Regions from separate parts of the Mus musculus genome. Here region 1 is linked to region 2. The links are chromatin contacts, called in public HiCAR-type maps. All regions are on one chromosome and are shown on one strand. The core of a region is the stretch at or near the end of the contact, and the rest is flanking DNA. Distances in the headings are between cores, read along the strand shown.

What was found. HiCAR-type assays count read pairs that join an accessible place to other places.
Region 1: a contact with region 2 is called in a HiCAR-type map of astrocytes, with 3 times the contacts expected there. The contact joins two enhancer-like sites. A contact is called at or near these places in 3 of 484 Hi-C or Micro-C datasets (embryonic somatosensory cortex, neural progenitor cells and stem cell-derived neural stem cells), 3 of 115 datasets of contacts at active chromatin or transcription factors (astrocytes, differentiating embryonic stem cells and embryonic forebrain) and 2 of 9 other capture datasets (embryonic tail and embryonic trunk).

What each region holds. Positions count from the first base shown.
Region 1 is chr1:41,603,268-41,609,501 of GRCm38.p6, reverse strand. No RefSeq gene overlaps it. Among named protein-coding and RNA genes, the nearest start is that of Gm35935, 33 kb to the right of the region's middle. Within about 2 kb of position 3,916, at least 27 of the 459 cell types and tissues checked have an H3K27ac peak or open chromatin away from gene starts, as enhancers often do. A contact at or near this core is called in neural progenitor cells, where this site is marked.
Region 2 is chr1:41,269,062-41,275,640 of GRCm38.p6, reverse strand. No RefSeq gene overlaps it. Among named protein-coding and RNA genes, the nearest start is that of 4930448I06Rik, 91 kb to the right of the region's middle. RefSeq lists an enhancer at 1-1,165. Within about 2 kb of position 4,445, at least 19 of the 459 cell types and tissues checked have an H3K27ac peak or open chromatin away from gene starts, as enhancers often do. A contact at or near this core is called in neural progenitor cells, where this site is marked.

The DNA of each region.
Region 1 (6,234 bases), core at 2,667-5,166, 330 kb before region 2:
TGCACACATATACCACACACATACACACGTATACCACACACACCCATATATCCATGTCACACGCATACTGCACACACACACATACTGCACACACACACACACACACACACACACACACACATTCATACACATACACAACACCACATAAGTATACATGAAAAAATACCCCACCAGTTCTTAGAAATCATCTTGAACTTCATCATTGTGTTTATGAAATATGAATTAGAAATATTCCATTTACACCTTATCTTTCTCAGATTTGATGTTTATTGATGAGTAAACATATCAATCAATTGTTATTATCATCTGGTTTTCTTCTGGGGACAGCAGTTATGTGTAGCATGTGTGCTGTCAGTGTAAACTGCCTTGGAAAGGCTCTTGCTGCACGGGATCTGAAATATCTACATTCTTCAAATGGGACATATGTAAATAAATGGGATCTGTTTTAAAAAAAAAAAAGAAGTCTAGGCTGAAGCAAAACACTACACTGACTTCTCAGTCAACGAAAACGACTGTTTTAAAGATCTGCTAAGAGCCTATGTCAGTGATAGAGTGTATGTTCAGCAAGCAGAAGGTCCTGGAATCCTCCCCAGCATCACACACACACACACACACACACACACACACACACACACACACACACACATGCCTGCAATCTGCTTCACAAAATGGAAAATAGTACTTTATCTCGATGTCATTAATACAAAACCAAAGGTTAAATAAATGCTGTTTTCTTTACAATTCCTGTTCAGGAAAAATAATGCAATGATTCTGCATAGCTTGGAAGTCACAAAGGATCTGTCTTCCAAACCAGATGCAGCCACATTTGTCCTAAACAAATGAGAGTATAATTGTGAACTGATAGCAAGTATCGGGAACACCCCAACACTCCCAACTTCTTATTCTGCTAAGCTGTCTTCCTATCAGGAAGGCCCAGAGTCCCAGAGATTCCATAGGGACAGTTGCAGTAAAAGGAACTTAGGAGGTGTAAGTGAATCGATGGGACCTGCCATGGACGGCTAAGCCTGCCTATGACTGTTAGGTTTGCAAGTTCTCACTTAATATCCATTGTCAATTCAAATGCCCCAGACATGGTGGTACACACCTTTAATCCCAGTACTTTGGAGACAGATGCAGGTGGGTTTTTATGAGTTTGAGATCAAACTGATCTACATAGTGAATTCCAGGACAAGTAAGAGCTACTCAGAAAGACAAACATCCCCCTCCCCTACGTGTGTGCTGCCTTGTACCTCTCCGTCTCTCTGTCTCTGTCTCTGTCTCTCAAAAAAAAAAAAGAATCCAAATTCTGTTCCAATATTATTTTAATAATAGCTGCCCTTTAGGGTTACCTTCATTCATTTACTTCACTCAAAATGATTCTTCATCTATGGGTTATTTTCATTTCTTTTAGATCAAACACGTGATGGATAGCTGTAACAGTTTGAAGTGGCCCACAAGCCTGTTGGACATGGCAACCTCCAATATCACTGGTCTCTCCAAGCAGCTCTGAGGGCACCTGACATTTTGAGCAGTGCCCTATTGTGAGCCAGCTGAGTATTGAGTGAATTGAGTGTTGCTCTTAGCCTAACCAAAGCAGATAAGGGAGGAACAAATGGATGAGTTTGGGAAATATAAAGAATTGACAAGTAACAAAGAAAATAGGCACAGGGAAAATCCATGCGGTGGGACTGGTTCTAATTCATATACTACATAGTCATTTCCCATATGCCTCTGGCATTCCTGGGGCAGGATGTTGTTGGGATGAAACCCAAAACTCTTTGAATGCTGGGCAATGCCTGTTCTTATTCAGATGCCTCCCTGTTTTCTTAATTCCAGAAAACAGATGACAAAGCTCCAGTTGTGAGATGCATATATAGAATCTTACCTAAGACCTTTTATGGTATCTCCAAAACATAGGATATTATTTAAGATAGGAGCCGTGTCACACAATCTGCAACACTTGTTCCCAGGAGGCTGAGGCAGGAGAGAATGGAGAGTTCAATGCCAGGTAAGACTGCACAGAGAGAGTAGAACCAATCTAGGGTATACAAACTCTGTCTCAAAAACACAGAAAACAAGTGAAAATGGAAACATAAATAAGAGACTATTTTGCTAATTTTTCTAAGGCATGTCACACTATCATTTGAAAGAACAGAAGGCAGATTAGCTATATGTGGCAAAGCCCATACACAGTATGTGAGGGTCTCTGAGCTAGAAGCATGGTCTGAATCCCAGGTGCTGGGGGGCTTAGAGTCTGGTTCTTTCTTTTGGAGGAGGGTCACATCTCTGAAAGGCTCACCCTCCCAGGACCAGTCACCAGGAACCACTCAACGATGGGATACTTACAGTCTGAAAGCGGAGCTGAGTGGAGATTGTATTTGGAGGGTGGCTGAATACATGAATTACTCAACATCTGTTATGATTTATCTTGATTGTCAATCTGATGAAATTTATAATCATGATGGAAACAAATCTCTGGTTATGTCTTTAAGGAATTATCTAGATTAGGTTAATTGACAAAGAGTTCCCACCCTAAATGTGGGCAATACCATTCCAAGGCCTGGAGTTTTGGACTCAGTAAAAACAAGACAGGACACCTAGCTCTCTACCTCCTGACTGATGTCACATGACCAGGCAGCTTATGCGCCTCTGCCAAGACTTTCCATGAAGGATTGTAATCCCCAACCTCTAGCCAAAATACTCCGCCGCCCCCCCCCCCCCACTTAAGTTGCCTTTGTCACGGAATTCTACCACAGCAATAAGAAAACTGATTAATGTCACATCTGTGCTGATAAGACAGTTACTAAGACAATTCTCTGGGTCCATCTAATTTACAGTAAAGTTAGGTTTTGGTGATTTAAGAATAAAAAATATTTGGTTAAATTATCTTTAAAAAAAAAGAGTATACTGAGGTGGAGAGATATTGAAATGTTTTTAGCCGTAATGATAGGGATCAAATCAAGGCTTTGAACATACTAAGCCATTTTTCTACCAATATGATACAGCTTCCTGTTTTCTCAAGAAGAGTTATCACAGTGCAGACCCAGGCTGTCCTTGTCTGGATTGTCCTGCCTCAGCCCTTGGCACTGAAAATAGGGATTTGCCACCATGCCTAACATGGCAGACAACCCTAAGTGCTGCCTATTTCCCACATGTTTGCCATTTAATATTTATTCTGCTTCTTTTCTTCTTCTTCCTGTGACTGGAGTCAGTTAGCTTCCTTAAATGGCCAATTTTTAAACTCTTGAGTGTCATTTCGATCCATGTATTGGCTACTTTCCCATCCTTTCTAAACATAAGTGCTTAAATTTAATAAAATGCATGGCTTCCCATCTGTGTTTTAATATCAGACTTCTAGGGAAAGCAACATGTGAAGTATGTTAAAGGCTGTGAGGAAACATGGTCATGTTGGAAGAAAATTTTTGTTTTTGCAATGAAGGTCGGAAGGAGAAGCAAAGCAGAGAGGCTCCAGTGCCCCTTTCTGGGCTCTGCTTTCTCTGCAGCTGCGTGGAGGTGTGAAAGGCAGCCAACACTCTCCCATTGAACTGGGAAGGGCATAAATTCAAGCCACGAATGTGTGAACTGCATTGTCCTCTCTTTGTGAGCCTCTATGAATGCTACCCAGTTGTAAGCATTTAATTTCATTCTGTAATAATTCAGTTGCCAAAGTCTTTGTCCTTGCTTCCTAACATATGCCCCAAGGCTTGTTTCAAGCAGACAGATGCCATTAAATATGTTTATTAAGCTTGAAGACAGAAAATACTTCCTAAACTCCATGTACACGTAGAAATACAGATTCAAATTTTGATGGAATATCCCCTTAAGAAAGGATTGCATTGATTTCTATTTAGTATCAAATCATAGGCTTCTATAATTTTAAGAACTAATTAAACAGATTGAAAGTAGTGCCTGTGGCTTAATCCTGTGATAAATCTGCATGAGTCCCAGACACTGGGGTAGCTCTCCATTGAATTTGCTTCAGATCCACAAAACAAACTAAGTTCTGGAAGAGATACTTATTGTTTAATTATGGTTTAAATATATACACTAAAGCAATAATTTGAGTAAACAAGAATTGCAGGCTATTCACGGATGTGTGAGAAAAGGAAGACGTATGAACCACGTATACTGTAGTTCTTCCTAAGAAGAAAGTTCAATGGGTAGGTTAAAATTGGCCAAATTCCTAAGCAGTGAGAAAATCTCTCACTGGTTTCCCATTGATAGGCAATGAAAGAACCAAACTTGGAAAGCAATGTGGTTTGGGAGGAATCGCTGAATAGAAGCCTCAGGGGCATGCGGTGTTCGGGAGTTGGCATGTTGTCCAGTTTTGTCCAATTATCAATACATGAGAGGGATTAGCTGTCGGTAATGGCGCGATGAATAAAAGACTCAGGTCATAAGCAGTGAGTTTAGAAAAGTGAGAGCGTACTTCGCGGGGAAAAGCCTTTCTAAATTAGCAATAAAATGAGATGATTAGGTTAACTGTTTCGTTTCTAAAGTAGATAAATCCTGGTGATGGGAATCATGCCCCGATTGGCCCGTCCAGGTTCGTCCAACTTTCGTTTTTTTGCTGCGAAGTAATCACTGGAGCCTCCACATCGTCAGTGACAGAAAACTCAAGGCAAATTTTCAAGAATCCATGGGAAACCGTACTGCGACCTTGAGAAGAAAAGGGGGGAGTGGAGGGAAATAAGAATCTGAATAGTTAATAGAAAGTTTAGATTCAGATTAATGATTTGCTTTGTCTAAATGCTAGCACTGGTATTCACATGAAAATCCTCACTTAAGAACATAGTTAGGATGCATCAATCCTCAAACGCTGTATCTCAGAGATAAATGGAAAGCCATTGAGCCCCCAAAGTGTTGATTTATGGCTAACAGCACCTGAATGCCCACATTTCATCATCATTCTAGGGTATCATCATAAAAGGGAAGAATGGGCATTATGGGTAATTATGAAGAGCAAAAAGAAATATGAATAGAAATGCATTTGGAAACTTTTGTGATTATGCATAATAGTCACTCACAGTCACAAAATAAATTAAAAATAAGATAGAAGAAACTTTTACAGTCTTTGTCAGTCATTCCAAATTAACCTTTATTCACAGTGCTTGAACTGATAATGTTTGCACCTGGGAAGTGATCCAAACTTAATTTGGGGTGTTGTTAACAAAAGTCATCTAATGTCATTAAGACTCCCAGTTATCTCTAAAATATTACTGACAAAAAAAAGGGATAATTGGAGCCTTTGCAGATATGCAAAAATTCTCCCCCTTTAAGAGTTTTCTACAAACACGAGAAAACACACAGTTAATGTTTCTAAGAGCGTTGTCGTAAGGAGCTCAGCTAATGGAGTGGTGTGAGCAGCCTGGCATCGATCTTCCCTTAGGAATTAACAGAGTCCATCAGACTGTCGACCCTTTGTACTGTGTGAGACCTAACAGCACTTGGAAGTCTGACTCCAAAGATGTCTAGATGAATAATTTGTATGAAGAAAGTAGAAAGATACTCATAAAATGCCTTTATTTGGAAAAAAATCTCAAGTTTGTCTTCAACCTGAGCTACTGGATATTGCTAGTTTCATTTTACCACCAGGACAGTGATATTATAAGTTATCTAAATAACAAGGTTACAAAAATGTCCAATGGCTACTTTGTTGTTTAAACAATAAAAAATTACAATTAAAAAAGTCCCTATCTATTACTGCCCTTTCCATGTTACTCTAAGGAGAGACTGCCTAGATCAGATGGAGTAGTGACTGGACTTCAGCCATTTTGTATGCTATAGCAGAAAACAATATGATGTAATCTGTTGGATGATTTCATGCCATGCAGAGTGAGAGCAAGAGCTCGAGAGAGCGAGAGCGCGAACACAAGAGAGAGAGCGAGCAAGAGAGAGAGAAACAACAAAAGACAGTGTTAGAGTTTCTGGATAGCTTCCTTCACTCTCTTTCTTCTTCATTCTCTCCTTTTTGTATTTTTACATTCAGTTTTAAATCTATTTTGCATTTGATTTATAATTTTAATATTTTTTGTATGTTTTGTTTTGCTTTTTGTTTTTTGGGGGGTCTTTTGGGGGGGGTTTGAGACAGGGTTTCTCTGTATAGCCCTGGCTATCCTGGAACTCACTCTGTAGACCAGGCTGGCCTCGAACTCATAAATCTGCCTGCCTCTGCCTGTTTTTAATTACAATAAAATTATGTTACTTTTTCTCTCTCTCTTTCATCCCTTTAGC
Region 2 (6,579 bases), core at 3,196-5,695:
GAGCCAGCCACGGTGCCTTCTGTTAAAGCTTTACAGGTACAAGATTAGCAAAGAGCTCTCAGTGAACAAAAATCACTCAATCCGCAGAATATACAGGGAGGTATCAGATGTGCCCTCCACCTCAAATGCTGTGGGGCTCTCTCCTCTGATACCTCTTCCCCTCGGTGAGTTGGAACTGCTTGAAAGGATTTTCTGTTCTCTGGTCTCTTGTCAATTTGAATGCCAGGAAATGAGCCCCCTTTGTAAGATTAATTAATAGCAGGAGCGGATCGGCCGAGCCCAATCGCCACTCAACGGAGCTGTAATTGCTACTTTGTGGAAAGGAAAGGGAAAAAAAAGTTTGGGTTGCCGTTTAAGAAGAGGGTTTAAGGAAAGTTCTTTGAACTAGAGGTCTCAGTGCACTGGATTAAGGCAAGAAGCAAGGAGGCCTTTGAAGTTTGCTAAGAGGTTTTGAAGGGGGGAAAAGTTGGGTGGCAAAGGAGAGCTGGCAACATCAAACGCTCACTCTGCTGGCTCCTCACCTGCTTGCTAGCCAGAGGGACCTGCTGCAGCACTGCCTGGCCGGCTGCGGACCAAGGCAAGGATGCTTGACTGGGGGGCAGCTTGGGTCCCTTGCTCGGGACAGGAGCTCAACTGCTTGACTGTTCTTGACAGTACACTCACTAGGAAGAAGCAGACAGGAGGCAAAGGATAGCCAACTCTGATTCCTCCGGCTTTTCAATACCACTCTCCGTCCTAGGATCTTCAAAGCCACTTACAAAACTTCCTCTGCTTATCACTTAGCAATAAGGTATTGATAAGAAAGTCTGGAGTTCCTGCAAGGCGCGGATCTGCCCCCTGTCTGGAAATAGGAATTAGCTTATGCCATGCATTCATTCGCAGCAGGGACAATGTCGCCCCCAAGGGGGTGAAACTAATTCTTGGGTGGGTAGGCTGGGGATAGTAAAACACAGTCTTAGATATTGTGACCATGGTGATTCCCAGAGGAATAAATACCACACAGCCACATCAACAGATAGACTAGAGTAGGAATAATGGAAACCCAAAGAATACTGCCAGTTTCCTTAAGAGTTTCAATTAAAATAAAACATACTGAAGATCACCCATGAAGGCAGAGTCTGTAATAAAATGTAGCATGACTTTCACTTCACATGGGCCATGAGCTGGCCATAGGTTAACTCAGTACATGTACCTCATATTTGATTACATATATATATATTTTTTCTGGAGATTTTCATTGAGATCCCTGGTAGACTTTAATTCTCATCTCTACAAATTATCTATATACTCAGATTTTAAGACTGCTTTTGTCTTGGAAAAAAAACCCATCAGATTCATTTGTTTGGATATATTTGGCTACCTTATGAAATATTTTATGCTTTAAATTCAGAACTTCCAAAATAACCTACAAGATTAAAATGGCTGCTGGTAGAGTGCTTGCCTAGCATATGTGCGGCCTTGCATTCCATCTTCAATCCTGCAATTAAAATAAATAAACTAAACATATATAATATATAAATTAAAAGATATAAAATATAATGTGACCTGAAAGATTTGTTATATTAGCGCAGTTTATCCTACCCATTCAAACTCTGTTGTTTAACTTGTCTTATTTATTACCTTAAGTTTTCATTTCAAGCAAAAATTTAGGAGTTTTGTTTGTTTTGGTTTGTTTGATACCATCAAAGTAATCCAGCAAACAACAAACTAAGCAAGCTTCGGGGTTACTCTGGTGTTTATTAGCTAATTGGGTGGTTTTAAACATTTTATTAATTTAAATTCAAGGATTTGGCTTTCATTTTTAAGACTTCACTACCAAGTGAAGTTGCAATTCAACAAAACGTGTACATTTTTGGTGGCATACTTCAATAGTGAGAAAATACTGAGTTTTTGTTTGGAATACATAATAATGCTGACTTGTCCTCCATTATAGTAATAAGGAGTACTTAAAAGATGGAGAATCAATCCAGCTGGGGGTGAATAAGCAGGATCCTTTAATCCATGTCTGGAGCACGCTTGCCAGTTAGAGATTTTAGTTCTCTCCTGGATGCGAGAAACTTCGGGGATGCTCACCCTTAAACTTTTCCCACCCAGCAATATGTGGCACAGTAGAAGGAAGCCTTCTCTCTCCCAGTGAATTCAGTCCACTGTACTCTGGAACAGCACAGGGGCCCAATAGAGTATCCTTCTCAGCAAAAGAGACCTGTGACATTTCCAGACTCCCCTCTTCATTGACTCTATCCCCACATCAGACTGTGACAGCAGCATGGCCTAGCCCAGCTCTCAGCCCACAGCGAGCAATCAATAAACAGTGTTGACTGAACTATGACTGGAACACCCACCACTCCAGGCCTGGACTCAGAAGCCCTCATTCACGTAACCATCTGGGGGGACCTGCCATTTTGAAAGTTTTACAAACATTTTTCATACCATGAGTGTGTGAATGGAGTTAAGACGTTAGTATGAGTCCATCTCTCAAAGGCCCCAATCCTCAGCTCCTCTGAACTTGCCAGAACATGTCTCTTTCCCAGGAACGTTCACACCTGATGGCTCACTCTACTTACATGGAGGAGAGCAACTCCACTTTACCTAGAACAGGAAGTGTGTACACACAAAGATACATGCAATATAAAAGGCTTGGAATAATATATTTTTGGTACAATATTGCTTATCCCCAAGTCTACTAGCTGTCAAAAGCTGTATATAATTACACTCATTAAGAAAAACAGGCATATATTCAATTACCTCCCTGCTGCCAATGCAGGAAACAAAACAGTTTCCTTTTTTATTATATCAGATATCTTGGTTTATGCCATGCATGCTAAAGTAACCACTCCTTGAGGCTTGGAACTGCAGCATTTCCAGTATATCTGGAGGATTATAATTGCGCACACACATCAATTATGGATTGGATTCGGCATTTTCAGATACGCTCCCAGATCGCAAAGACAGAACAATGGTCTCCAGGCATTTCCAGGCCAGTTTGATTACAGGTGTAATACAGGCAGCCTTGTTAGTTCTTCCTGATGAGAGTTTCCTTTCCCTGGTGGGGTTCTGGGAGAGAAACTGACCACTGCCTTATACTAGCAATTTCTTCCCATTCCCCAGGGATGCTTTAATGAGCCCCTCGGACATGGCCAAAGGCAATCTTGTTCTCCAGCCCAGTGAGGTGAAAAGCTAATGCTTACCCTACCAGGCAAGCAATAATTAATAAGGTGTCTTTGATTTATCTCCATTCATTAACCAAGTTACAAGTTTGGGGGTCTTAAGGAACACTGGTTACCCTATGATTTTCATTTACAAGTATTGAATGAAATATCCATGCCAAGATACATTTAAAAAAAAATTAACTCACAAGGAAAATAAATGAACGTGGAATACTAATTGGGAGAGAGAAACTGACAGATACTGCGAAAGATTGATTTTAGGGAAAATGGAGAAATCTGTTTTGTGTTTATTTTAAGGACAGGAAATGAATACTGATTAGTAATGTATAGGCGGTTGCGAGGTACAGCATTTGGTAATGTTTTTGCTGGATATTTGATTTGTCTAAGTTTTTCCCAGAATTGAGATCGGATGCCAGTTATCAGAGTTAGTTTTTTGGTTTAATAGTTAGTTGGACTTCCTTGAATACATGGCTCTTAAATCAGGAGCATTTGCTGTGCCTTCCTGTGGGAAAATAATCCAAGCACAAATGTTACACTGTCACAGACAGACATGCCTTCTCAAGGGAGGCAGAAAGCTGGTGCGAGGAGGGGGTTAAACTTCTTCTGGCTTAGATTTTACTAAGAAATTGCTCTGAGTTTTTAACAGATATTACCCATTTGGACTCGCAGGGGTGTTGGAGTACTGCAGCTCTTCCCTCCTAAGTGTCATATGGAAATCTATTTATCCATCTCTCCACCTATGGATCTATTGAGTCTACCCATTTGAGGGTTTATCTGTCTAGGGTGAAAGCAAAGCAAAACAAACAACAAACAAACAGAAAACAAATGTACTTTCCAAAACAAGAATGAGTAAAAGATGTGTTACAGTAGCCCTCTGAGAACAGAAGGTATGAACTATGCAACTAGCACAGTAAAGTTCTCCCCCTCCTCCACCTCCTCTCCCTCCTCCCCCTCCCTCTTCTCTCCCCCTTCCCCCTCCTCCTTCTCTCCCTCCTCCTTTTCTCCCTCCTTCCTCTCAGTCCCTCCTCCTCTGATGGGAGGAGGGCTCAGCTCATTTGCATTTGTTGCTCTCTATTCTTGTTAGGGACCTGTCACTGAGGCAGAAAAAGAGGTGACTGTGGGAGGTAGCCTGGGACTCAGGCTGAGTCTAGCTGCTCCCTAATCAGCTTTTCCAGAACACTTAGGTTCTCTGAAGAAATTTGGAGAATAGTGGGACTGTCTATGGAATACATGGGCTGGTGTCCATCCTCTGAGCCTTCTCGGGAGTTTGGCAAGTGAAGCCCTGATGCTGTAGTGACATCTAAAGGCGGACTCTTCCGATGATGTCTCACTCTAGCCAGCTTTGCTTCCTGCTTCTAACGATGGCTTCTGACTAACTTCTCCCAAACCTACAGGAAGCAACTTTAATTTAGATCTCATTTCTCCATCACTATGGCTGGGAGTGGAGGTTTTCCTCCCATCTATGAATGGCTCCCTTGTGAATCGTATCTGGTTGTTTTTATTACTACTGCAAACTGTCTTCTGCTCTGACATTTATTATTATCTGGCCCCTTGTCTTGAGGCTAAAGCAGGCTAAAGAGCACAATCCTGTCCCTGAGCCAGAATTCTGTCTTCAGTGCAGAGCTACCTGCCCTGTCCTCTGTGTTACTGGAATTAACAGGATAGTACAGAGGCCCCATGCGTTCCCTGCAAAGGACAAGCTTTGGCCAGGACACCTGCCGCTGTCATGACTAGGCTGGGGCAGTGGTTACCAGTTGGAGTAAGGAAACAGCATTTTCACATCGACTGCCTGCACTTGAACTGTGCTTTTGTTTCTTGTTAAATAGATGGCCTGTCCCCTATCAGTCTCCTGTCATTCAATCTGCTTAGCTCTTTCCTCTCCCACAGCACTCAGGTGGGAACTGTTTACCTTGGTGTGGTCCATCACCCAGGCAAACGTGGCTAGCCGCCTATAGGCTCACTGCCAAGCATCAGGGGACAGTTCAATGATGGAGGAGCCCTCTGCCCTGCAAGACTGGCAGGTCCAAAATGCTGTGTTTGATTCTCCTTCACTACCTTTAGACAGACTGTTTCTGAACTTCATTCTGTTTGTGAACTTGAACCTGGGTAGAAAATTGGGCAGTGGACCTAGGAGGCAGTGAATATGCACACATGTGTTTATGTACTAGTGGTGTGTGTGTGTGTGTGTGTGTGTGTGTGTGTGTGTGTGTGTGTGTAACTGCATTGAACGGATGGGAATCTTTCTTTGCCTTTCTTTTCCCGTTTTTCTTTTCGTTTTTAAGTGGCCTTGATAAAAGACCCATAAAGCCAAACTGAATAGTTTGAAGTTAATAACACTCATGGTAAAGGCCCAGGCATGGGCCCACTACCCTGCTCCTGCCAGTAATCCTAGCTTTGGGGATCTGAAATTTCCTAAAGATGTCTTAGTGTCCCATACACATGTGCTCTTGTATGTTCATAATCCTTTTCACTGGCTTCTTAGCTGCATGCTTTGTATTTAATTTTTCCTTCTGACCAAGTAAATCCCTTCGGATGAAGTGACAAGGTCTCTTCAGCACCCATAGCTGCTGATAGCTGGTGCGGAGACCCTGAAAGACCACAAAGTGTTCCTCACTAGCCTTCTTCAAGGCCAGTGCCAGCCACCAGCTGAGCGATTCCTTAGTCTCCCCTCCAGGCATCTGTCCATTGAAGAGGCTCCCAGAGAAGGCTAAAGAAGAATAATAGATATTAATGTAAAAGACAATATCCGTGCTGTTGGCTTAACCACGCCTTTAATTAGGGACTTATTATACACGAATGCCATGGAACTTTTCATTAAGTCTGGTGTGACCCCTTATTACACTGCGTGAAGTGTATTCCAGCACCTGAAATACAAGCACAAATGTTTTGAAAGTGAAGCTTGCTGATAACCTTTGAAGCTATACTGCATTGGGCAGGATACATACTGTTTCCCCTTCCTCAGTGCAGTTTCCCTGAGAAAATTTTCACTTGTAATATATGCAATAGTTTTAAAGAAAAGTGAGAGGATGACTCTTTCTGGGTGGGCGGGATTTCCTTTGGTGAATTGCCATCGTTAGATGAAGTAAAGAGTCGATGAGAAATATACTCAAACAGATGAGAAGCAAGATGTCAAATGAGTGTGTGCGGTAGCAATAACTATCTCCTGTGTGCAATAAGCAGCCAAAATATTTACATTCTCAGGTGCCATTTCCCTAAGTTTTTTCTCAAGATCATAATAAAATAATAAATTCAGAAAATGATATTAATCTACTGACAATAGTATTTATTGTCAGTAGCTTTTATGTAGTAAGGTTGCCTAACAACAGAAATACACAATTGCTCACACATATACAAAACAAAAGAATAAACTAATACAACACTTCTAAACCTGGCTTGCTATAGATTTGTGTGC